2 separate regions of the Gossypium hirsutum genome follow, and region 2 is linked to region 1. The links are chromatin contacts, called in public Hi-C maps. All regions are on one chromosome and are shown on one strand. The core of a region is the stretch at or near the end of the contact, and the rest is flanking DNA. Distances in the headings are between cores, read along the strand shown. Region 1 holds the start of LOC107889518 (polygalacturonase inhibitor). Region 2 overlaps LOC107889516 (bZIP transcription factor TGA10).

Region 1 (5,834 bases), core at 2,007-4,506:
TTGAACATCATATTTAACGACTGTCTCAAATCAAATACAACATTATTTTTAGTATAATGAACTTATCCGTTTTAATGAACCACAATATTAAATTTACACTCTATCTTCTTAAACCAACTTGCATGTGTAGAAAAATAATAGAACAATATAACTGCACACAAATAACATTATCAATTCCAACACGGCAAATTAACCAAATTAAAAAATAATTTTTAAAAAAGGCAACTAAGAAAAGAAAACTTACTTTAACAAAATAGAGAGTAGTTTAAAGAAAAGAACTTGGAGAAATAGAAGAGGCAGTTATATAGACTGCATTAGGGTGTTTTGATAATTTTATTCCCAATTTTGGAATCCCATAGTCTAAAACTACAACTTGACATGGCTATTTTAGAAAAAAATAATTTATTAAAGCGCCATGTGGCGAGATGTTGTCAAGGACTAGGGTTTTTATAGACTTAAAAGGAGTAGACTAGATAATTTAAAAAAAAAATTGAAATTTTTTGTTCAATGGATACTTCAATTGACTGTAGGGTAAAGGTTTGAAACCGCGCCCTAAATCGGTTATTATAGAAAAAAATTGTTATTTTGAAACCATTGTTTAAGGGCGCACTTTTAGAAACAAATTTTTTTTTTAAATATTGAAATCTCCATGTAAGTGGCACTTCTAAAATAGAAAAAATTATTTTTTATATCATAAAAGAAACATTTAGAAGTCAGGTGAAATTTCCTTTTTTATATCTTGAAATCGCCATGTAAAGGGATCCTTTTAAAATTTTAAAAAATATTTTCTATACAAGAATTAAGAAACGACGTGTCAAAGCCAAGTGAAATTGTCTTTTTTATATCTTGAAATTAATAAAAGAAATATATATATATATATATTGTATTACAAATGACATATATTGGAACCAGGTGAATCTACCACCTGACATGGAGGTTTCACCCGTTTTCAATATGGGTCTTACTATCACAAAAATATATATTTTATTGTGAAACTGTCAAATGACATGAAAGTTTCACCTAAATTTAACATGTTTCCGTCACACAAAAAAATATATATTATTGTAAAACCGTCATGTAAAGAGGTAATTAAAAAAAATAATGTGAGAGAAAATTGTAATTTTTTTCTAAATAATCTATAACATGCCATATTTTTCTAACTAGTTTTTAGAAGTAATATTTTTATAATAAATTGTTAAAGTTCCTTCCAATGAATTTGCTGAAATCAAGCCTATTATAGTGTTTGAATGTATGAGATATGTGGAGAGTAGTATTATTTCAAAGTTGAGCATGTCTACTGGTGTCTTGACCCTAGCAATTATGACACATTTTATCACACTCAAGTCTATTAACATATAAATATCAATGGCTTCATTGAAAATTTAGTTTCAATGTTTTAGTCTTCTATTCAACAATCAATATCTCTTGTATTTAAATTTCCAAATTGCAGACAACTTAGCTGATGCAATTGTCCTGTCCATGTGAACTCCCACATATTGTAAATAAGCTCACAAGATAGAATTGAACGCCTATATATTTACCATTATTGGGCTTTAGATTTTTTTTTATAGAAAGTCTACAATGCTACCTTGAAATCATCTCTTCTAATGCTAAATGCTATCTTTGTAATGATCTGGTTAGAGTAGCTTCTCGTTATTTAATCTCCTCTTCAATTCCAATTATGTGTTCCAGGGAGATGCGGGTTATATGCTGCCAAAGCACTCTGTGTTGGTTCATAAGTGAGATGGGTTACCAATAAGCTGATAAAAATAGACTCTCCCTCAGAAATTTATTTCCTCTTTAGGTGTTTGTAAAGTTCACTAATTCTTGGGTGAAATACAATGTCGTTTATTCTCAAATTGCTGATAAAAAGATATTTTCCCTGAATAGCTTAGTCAAAATAAAAACATGTGCGTGCTTATTACAACTCTCCAACCTGCACTTTGATGCATGATGAAAGCCCTAACTTAATAATGTCGGCAGCGCACCTTTACTTGCAGGTGTCGAGCGGAGCACCGCACAAGCAGCGGTTGTGAAAATACGTGGAGTAATCGAAACTCTGCAACCGCCCTCCCACCGGGATTTGTCCGCACAACCTATTGTAACTTACATTCATGAACTGCAACTCCAGATCCGTCAACCCTGCAGGAATACTTCCCGTAATCTTGTTATGATTCAGATCCAGCCTTGCCAAACTCTTGGGAAACTGCACTTTAGATAGATCGAATTGGAACATGTTCCTAGAAAGATCGATTTCGAATGTCGTTTTTTTCGGGCCAAACAACACTGAAGGATCACCTTCAAGCAAGTTCCTCGACAGGTCAATGGTGTTAAAGTCCATGTTGGCTAAAGAGGCAGGGATTGTACCAGAAAGTTTATTGTGAGACAAGATGAACAAATACAGGTTTTTGCTAGGAAACATACCAAAAGATTCTGGTATGGTACCAGTTAACTTGTTTCTATCCAAATGCAAAGCCTCGAGATTTGGGAGTGTTGAAAGGGAGCTTGGAATAGATCCCGAGAGGTTATTAAATGAAAGGTCCAAGTAAGTCAAGTTCTTAAGTTGGCTAAGAAAATTAGGGACTGGACCGGAAAGATTGGTCCAGCTCAAGCGAAGCGTCTTGAGGTTCTTGAGCTTGGCAATGGCGGGTTGTATGGTTCCATTGAGGTTAGGGAGGTGTCTGAAAAGAAGGGTTTCAAGGTACGGAAGGTCGCCAACTTCAGGGGGGATTTGGCCGGTGAGACGATCATCGGAGAACAGGGTGAGGGAAACGACACGGTGGGTATTGGGATGGCATTCAAGACAGTACCAATCACAGCAATCAGTGTTGGGGTCCCATGAGGCCAAGAGGTAAGGGTTGCCTAAGGCCTTTTTGATCTTGAGAAGAACCTTCTTGTCTTGAGCGTTGCAGTGGTCTGAGACAGAAGGTGAAATGAAGATGGATATGAAGAGGAAACTGAGGAAAGCTGGATATATCTTCATGTTTTAATTGTTGGATTGGATGTTGCTTGTTAAAACTCAAAATTTATAGAGTGAGGTAGAGTCAAAGTTGATTAATAAATTAATCTCGCTTACCCCATTATTATGTACTGGATTAAACCATTTGAAAGATGGTCAGAAGATGATGTGTTTTTTGGGGTTCAATGTTGGAAAGTGACTTGTTTTCTCAAAACCAATTATCTATGTTTTATTTTATGACTGGATAATTGTGTTTGTGCCGAAATATGGTTTCAATCAGCGGATAGAGATATTTTGGAAACTTTAAGCATCAGAAGTTGAATGACTGATTTCTTTAAAATTTTAATTGAAATCTACTTGTGAATGAATGGTTGACTTCAAATATGCACGAACACAGCCGCTTTGCAAGGGTGAGAAACAGAAGCAGATCCAATCACGAGTCATGGGTCAACAAAGATGGCTTCTTTCTTATGACTCGGTAATAGCTGGATTCATTATTAATATTTATTTTATTTAATACTATGCAGGTCAGTTTACTATTTATGATTATCTCTTTGAATCTATTATTTCACTTAACCAGTTAACATGAGTTTGATTATTAAAAAATAATTTATTTATAATGTGTAATCCATATCATGAATTATTTATTTGTCTATATCTAATTTGGAGTATTATCAATTTGCCCCACAAAAAGTTTGTCATAAAGAAAAAGGAGTTTCGTGAGGAAATTGAAAACCTGTGGCACATGACTTATTTATGTCAGATCCTCTGCGCCCCCGTTACCACGCTTCACCGCATAAAACCTTCCTCACTCTATGATTTATCTACCCACTAGTTTTTCTAACGCCACGCGCTGATTTGCTTTACGTGCTTTTATATTTTGAAATTATATAATTTATTTTAATTTTATAATACTTTAATAAATATATATTTATTTTATTGAATTATTGTCGTATAACATACAATTGATCTATAGTCCATACGAATTGGGAAAAAAAATTGAATTAATAAGAATATGCTCATAAAATTATCATAGAGGACAATAATTGTATTACAGAAACATCTTTACATATTAAATCAAAAAATAAATCGGTCTTCTTGTTAAAAGAATTATCAATTTATGAATGGATGAAATTGATCCTTATATGTCAGTATGAGGTAGATGTGGCGTGTCACATGTTATTATCTAGTTATTCCGTCAACCATGTCAATTTTTAATAGTATAAATAGATGAAATTTTTAATATAAAAGATCGATCTTCTCTTTAATCTAATGTACATGGACTAGTTTGTCCATTTTTTTGAGTAGATGGGGCAAATACAATTTGACTCCTAATACAAGAGCCTCCATGGTTCTTTTACCGAATACTCTTTCTTTTCATCATATTACTAAATTAATTTTAAAAATATTTTTAATTTAATTTAGAATTATTAATTAAAATAGTTGTGCTAATCTTAAAATAAAGTTATTATTTGAATAGAACTCTAAGTATAAGATATAGAAAAAATTTGTGATAACTATAATTATAATTTAATTTACAATTATTAGTTAAAAAATTGACCTAAAAAAAGTGTTTATTGTATTTTTAAATTTTTTTAATTTTATTAATGTCAAACAGAGTTATTATTTGAATAAAACTCTAAGCATCTTAATTATCACTTAATTAATATTAGAGTTATATACTAATTAAAATTTAAGGTTAGCTTTTTAAGTAGCATTCAATAATTAGACATATTCAATCAAGTAGAATCTAAGAAGAATACAGATAAAAAAAAGGGACATTTTCAACATTAATAAGTTAAAATTATAAAAAAAAAATGGAGAATTAAAGGAATGGTTCTTTCAAGAGGCAATAATAAATCATATTCGAACAATAACGACATCGGAGAGTGATCGAAGATTATTTTAATTGATAATTAGGTACTATAATATTATGGTATTATTTTTAAAAAAAATTATAAGTTTATATTGTGTGAAGCAAGTAGTACTTTTAAAGTAATTTTTTTATCTATATGTTATTTGTTTGGTGCAGGTAAAAAAATATTTCATGGGTTTGTTTTAAGAAGAAAGTCAAATTTCAACAATTATTTTTTAATAATTATTATTAAATTTATTTATTAATTTAGTTTAAATATATTTCCTATTTATCATGAACTATTATTATAATTGTGCATGTTGCTTTACCTTTTCTTTTTTTTTTCAAATTAATATTATAATTTATGTTCTTATATATTTCTAAATTTGTGTAATATTTAAAAACTAAGATAGATTATCATTATCAACAATAGGTAACAAAAATTAATAATACATCATTTAAAAATTAATTAAAAATTAAACACATAAAATTGCGTATAACACATGTAACATTAGAGACTAAAATATATAAAAGTACAAGTTTAAACTAAAGAGAATATAATTTATTGTTAATAGTATTACTAAATTGATATTGGAATTACAATTTATTAGTATTATTATATGATAATAATAAAAAATATTTTAATTAAATATTAATTAAGATGATAGTATATTAATGTGAATATATTATTAATTAATAAAATTATAAATCTATAAAACCATTGAATATAGTCGAATAAATTAAAAATAATAAATATATAATTTTTATAATTCAATAAATATAATTTTTATATATAGTATGATTTTATTTTAAATATGATAATTAATAAAAATTATCTATACTATATATATAGTGACTGATTAAGTTGGTATCACAAGTTAACTCAACACCAACTTAGCTGTAAAATTATTAAAAATATTCTTATTTTAAAGGGTATTTAATATAATTAAAAGAGTATTTTCATTTTTTTCATACTTTTATATAATCTTCAAATAAAATAATTAAAAAAATATTATTTGA
Region 2 (5,312 bases), core at 2,172-4,671, 39 kb after region 1:
AATGACTTGTTAGAAAATCACATACTTTTTAATATTTTCATTTTTAAACATAATTTATTTTAAATAAATTATATAAATGGTGACTCAATTATTCTCGTGTTTCTATTTTGGTTATTCAATTTTAAAATTTTTAAAATTTAGGCACTAACGTTTCAATTTGCAGAAAGTTTTTTTTAAATTGGTGTAATAATATGTTTAATCATCAATGCTTATATATTCTATCAATTTGATCCTAATTTTAAATAATTCAATAAATTTAACCCTTCATATTTACAAATTCTATCAATTTGATCATCAAGCTTCCTAACCAAAGCTTTCAGCTTTTAAAATGAAAGACGTTTTCATCTATAAATTTGTAATACCCAAAAAAGAAAGGAAAAAAAACCTCTCAACTACAAATTAATAATATAATTTAAAATCAATTTTATATATTAATAAACAATATTTTAAAAAGTAGTTATATTTTGAATTGTTAACTCTAATTTTTCCAAAAAGAAATATTAGTTTAGTTAATGAACTACTTTTACGTATTTTTTAATCTTTCATCAGAATTTTATAAATATATTTAAAGAAAGAAAGATGAGCAGAAAAAATCCATGTCCATGAACATATCGGCAAAATCACTACAAATTTGCTAAACATAAGTATATTATTAATTTGAGATAAGATTTTTTTGGTGTTTGATAATATATAGATGTGAGATATTTGTGTTGTTGGTTTTTGTCCTCCTTTGCACTTAAGGATTTCGTTACAGTGTTTGATTTAAGATCAAGACGTTTATGGGTCGTTTTTCATTAATATCGTCTAGTGCTAGGATATAATGTTGTTGTCTTTAGCAATATTCTTCATGTTTGCGTGGTATTTGTATTCCTTTTTCTCTATTTTAATAAAATTTCTTTTGATGAGAAAAAATAAAATGGCAGGTCAAATAGCAATGAAGTTTATATTACTATTTAATTAATATAATTAAAGTTTTAATGCTTTTCTATGTGAAATCTTTTATTTGAAGTTGAAGAGTAATTAAAAATAATTTCTCTGTCATTTTTTAAACACTAAATTTAACTCTGTTATGTTTTATGTAGCTTTTTTTTTAATATAAAAATTAAATTCATCCATTTAATAATAATTGATAAAAGGGAAGCCAATCTTTGTTGAAGAAAAAGAAAGCTTTATGTAGACATATATCAAGGAATCAATTTTGTGATTGCAAGAGTGAAGCATGAGAGTGAAGCCATGAAGCTTGTAGAAGATGAACATAAGCAAAAGACTGCAATGGAGTTACTTTAACAATATTTGGCTTGCAATTCAAACATCAAGCAGAGAAAGAGACAAAAAAACCAGAGGAGGACAGCTCTTTTAGCAGAGGACAAAAATTCAAGTTGGTTTATTGAAAGGTAAAAAAAAAACACACTTAAAAGTAAGAGGTCCTTAAGCTGCAATTTCTTTTTTTCTTCTTTTACATTATTTCCCTTTCCTCGTTCGGCTGTTGCTTCCCCTGTCCTGCCACCATCCTATTCCGGCCAGCTGTCCCACTGCCCTGCCAAGCCGCCCAGCCTTGCACCACTCACCGCCGCTGCTACCAAGTGATTAATTGAAATGGAAATTTTAATTGATTAATGTTTCAAAGTCACCTCTTCTTCTCTTTATAATGCATTTATTTTTCTTTTCTATGTTTAGGGACAAGTTATCGAGTTTTGCCGTCAAGACGTTCAAGTAAAAAACATTAATTTAAATTAAGTTTAGCCACGTGTGGAAATTTTACTGGTAGGGCATAAAGAGAGACACGGTGGAGGGGGCAGAAGGTTTTTACATGCATTGCAAAATTATTATCCAAAGGATGTATGACATTTATTCCCTGTCTCGGTAAAAATGTGACTTTGATATTTCCAAGGTCAATTTTTTTAACTTTTTCGTCTTAATTATTTTAATTACATAAATTTTATAAAAATATTAAGATGAAAGTTAAATTTGTATGATTCAACACTCGGCATCTCGTTTTTCCTCTTAAAACAAGTTAATTTAGTGTTTGTCATAATAAACGCAAAAATACAGCACAAAATACATCAGAAAACACCAACTTTTTTTTCTCTATTCTCAATGCCCTTTTCTTCTTCTTAACCTGTTCCATCTCTTTCTAATAAGTCAGAAATGGCTGCAAAATCATTGTTTTATTTTTCCTTTTCCGGAAATTCTTGTCAAGAAAAATCAGTATAATATGAAAGAGATTTCTAATTCTTTAATTTAAATTTGAATCTATTCTTAACTATTAGTCTATCTATACATCTCTCTATGTAGAAAGGGGAAAATATCAAAGACGACAATAATAATTTTAATTAAAAGAGCTAGGGTTTTATTGGTCTTCTCGAGGTCGAGCCAACCAAAGGGAGCTCAGAGCTCTTAGGCGATGGAAGTACTCGGCGATCGCCAACAAACATCTTGCAGCTTGACGAATCGTCAGGATTTGATGTAATCGGAGTATGGCTTGATGCCTCAGATTATCCGCCTGTAAGTTTTTTTAAACATTTTTTTAAAAAGCAAATTATCGGAAATATATATGCTAGGAAAAATTTTAGGTATTATATGTATCAATGGAAAAAGTTGAATTTTATAAAGTTTTCATATAATTGTAAATTGTAAAGAAAAAAAATTACATGTTACATAGTCAATAACTTGAAAGGTAACATTAAGACTAAACATGTATTAACTTGACTTTGAGGGTAGAATTGAAGATAAATTTGCTTACTTAAACTTCACATTGGCTATCAACCCCTGACTTTATGGCACCATATGGGTGTTTTGATTGTCAAAATGGGAAATTAAGGGATAGAGAGGTTGAAAAAAAGGAATAATTTAGGGTATTTTCATTTTCTGAGTTCAAATTTACTTGTGGGGTATGGTTTCTACTTACCTTGTCTAGAAGGGTTTTGACATATATGTAAAAGATAATTCCATGGTGATCATATTTGAAACCTTCACTTAATACTTGTTTAATTTCATTTTAATTTCTACCCTTGGTTCAAAGAAACGTAATGATGGTAACTACTTACCTAGAGAGACCTGAAAATTTAAGGGTAGCCATAAGTCAGCTTAGGAATATAAAAATGTGGTCAATTAACTAGGCTTTTAATGAACATGTTGTCCTCTAGGTGAACATCTTGCTTACACAATTGACTTTAAAGGGTCCTAAATTGTTTAGGATTCGTTTTCTTTTCCTAGTGATGGACCAATAATTTCAAAGGGCCTACGACCCCACCTATCCTAAATCTTCAAAATGTTGAACTAGAAATGCCCTAATCCCAGAATTACCATAACTCTAAGTTCACTGTGAGCAAAGGATGGACGGATGTGGGGGATGTGGGAGAGTAGAGTCGGCCTAAAATTGAAAGAATAGTCAAAAAGGATGTGATGTCTTTAAGTCAAACGGTTATGACTATGACATCAACATACGGGCACGAGGGATCTCGTTTGAGCTTTGATGTCGATATCTATATACATTACTTACCAGAGGAAAGAGAAAGCACGTGAAAATGCAAATATTCTTTTGACTTGGTTATAGCTTTTTCATATTTATACTGCCCATCAGGTGACAAGTTCATTATTGTCGACAAATTGCCATGCTTGCTTTAGGCACACCCATTGTTACAATTCCTAGGTAAATGAAATAGAGTTTGATTCTTCTACTGCAAGTGATTTAAGTCTTGAACGGCATGCTATAAACATATACTAGTCTGTTGCAGATACTTGGATAGGGAAACCTCCTAAATCAGACAAGCTGAGTTCTTTTTAGATGGTCCTTAGATGGCATGCGAAGTTTAAAACCCAAAAGACTACGTACTACATGCAGATGTCACTTTCATAGAAATGCATGAAAGGATCCAGTCATCTTATGTGGATAATAGCTTTGTTAATGGAACCACCACATCAGCATGAGGAGACACGGATGGAGTAATTTCATGGAAAGCATGAGGGGGGAGGGGTTAGGTTTAACCAGAATTTTTTCCCACACATATCTTGATGATCCTGAATTCATCATCATTGATGAGGCTTGGGGGGTCCACAAGCACAGAGAAAATCAAACCATAATAATATCATAGTAGTAGGAGTATACAAGATGGAGTGCATACCTGTCTAACAAAACCTTCAATGGTGGAGAGCTTGTTGATGGCGACAGCCATTTGGCCCATGTAGTTAGCCATGTTAGGAGGGCAGCTCAGTGAATCAGATGTTATAATATCAGAAACAGATTGGTTCAGAGCTTCCAAGCCTTGTGTTAGAGCTTCTTCAGCTTCCTGTGTCGACTGCTGCAAGGCACATATCCCCATTATCTGCTGCTCCGTCAGTGGCTCTATCTGATTCAGTATCACCTGAAAATAAAATAATAATAATTAAAAAACACGAGTAATAATAGGGATTTTCTAGGTTTTGCATTCATGCAATTAAAAGCACCACTTGCCTCCTGCTTTGTCTCAAAATATCCTACTTTTTCACTAATATCCCACATTTTTTGAATGTCCAGGGAAATATACAACGGGGAAAGACTTTATAGAGAGGGAGAGGAAAACAAAATAGGTGAAATATAGAGGAAAATGAATATAATTAGTGGGATTATTCTTAGAGTTTTTACAATAGATGTATGGTAGTGATTAGAATTTAGTGTGTTAAGGTACCTTGATGAGGTCAGATGGGCGAAAACCGCCCATCCACATGAAACATCGTTCAGCGGGAGTCTTCCACATGCCAGAAACAAGGTGAAAGACATCCGTTTTAGCCACCATGCTTTTGAGGTTCATCACTTGGTCCAAGTGTGCTAAACAGTTGTCCACGAAGATACGAAGCTCGTTCTCCGGTAGATGCTCTTGAACTGCGGCCCTAAGCTCGCACATTAGTCGATGATGCTCTTCTAGCCATCTTGTATACTCCATGTCAAACAAGGCAGCATCTGAACCATATAAATTTCAGTTGATATATATATATATAGCCATTAAAAACTCAAAAAGAAGCAAGAGAGAGAGAGAGAGCATTTTATTTTTAGTATAGAAACCTGGGCTTATGTTGTTAATACCAACAGGAAGACCTTGGTCTCCTCCTAGGATATTGCCACCACCGAAAAACATGCCCTAAACAGTAAAACAAGATCTTCAAACTTATACTCAAATATAAATAGGGACAAACCATATGCATAAAAGGTATAAGGGAGATGTCTCACTTGAGTTCTTGCTCTTTGAAGTTCTTGTTCCAGTTGGGTTAGCCTGATCCTACTTGATTCTAATTGCTGAACATAAGCCTGTGAAAATACAAGAACCCCAACGTCA

Evidence for each region. A called contact is a pair of places that touch in the nucleus more often than the background predicts.
Region 2: a Hi-C map of leaf shows a contact between it and region 1, with 2.1 times the contacts expected there. The contact joins the enhancer-like site here to the promoter of LOC107889518 in region 1. A contact is called at or near these places in 18 of 34 Hi-C or Micro-C datasets (anther, callus, cotyledon and 5 more).

What each region holds. Positions count from the first base shown.
Region 1 is chrA09:71,190,752-71,196,585 of Gossypium_hirsutum_v2.1, forward strand. It overlaps LOC107889518 (polygalacturonase inhibitor), which reads right to left and starts at 3,257. Exons shown (of 1, transcript NM_001326764.2): 1 at 1,762-3,257. The coding sequence starts at 2,983. The coding sequence ends at 1,991.
Region 2 is chrA09:71,229,375-71,234,686 of Gossypium_hirsutum_v2.1, forward strand. It overlaps LOC107889516 (bZIP transcription factor TGA10), which reads right to left. Exons shown (of 11, transcript XM_016813962.2): 7 at 5,207-5,284; 8 at 5,042-5,117; 9 at 4,668-4,939; 10 at 4,125-4,364; 11 at 2,150-2,503. The coding sequence ends at 2,351. Among protein-coding and RNA genes, the nearest start is that of TRNAK-UUU, 3.1 kb to the left of the region's middle. Within about 2 kb of position 3,422, at least 1 of the 9 cell types and tissues checked has an H3K27ac peak or open chromatin away from gene starts, as enhancers often do. A contact at or near this core is called in leaf, where this site is marked.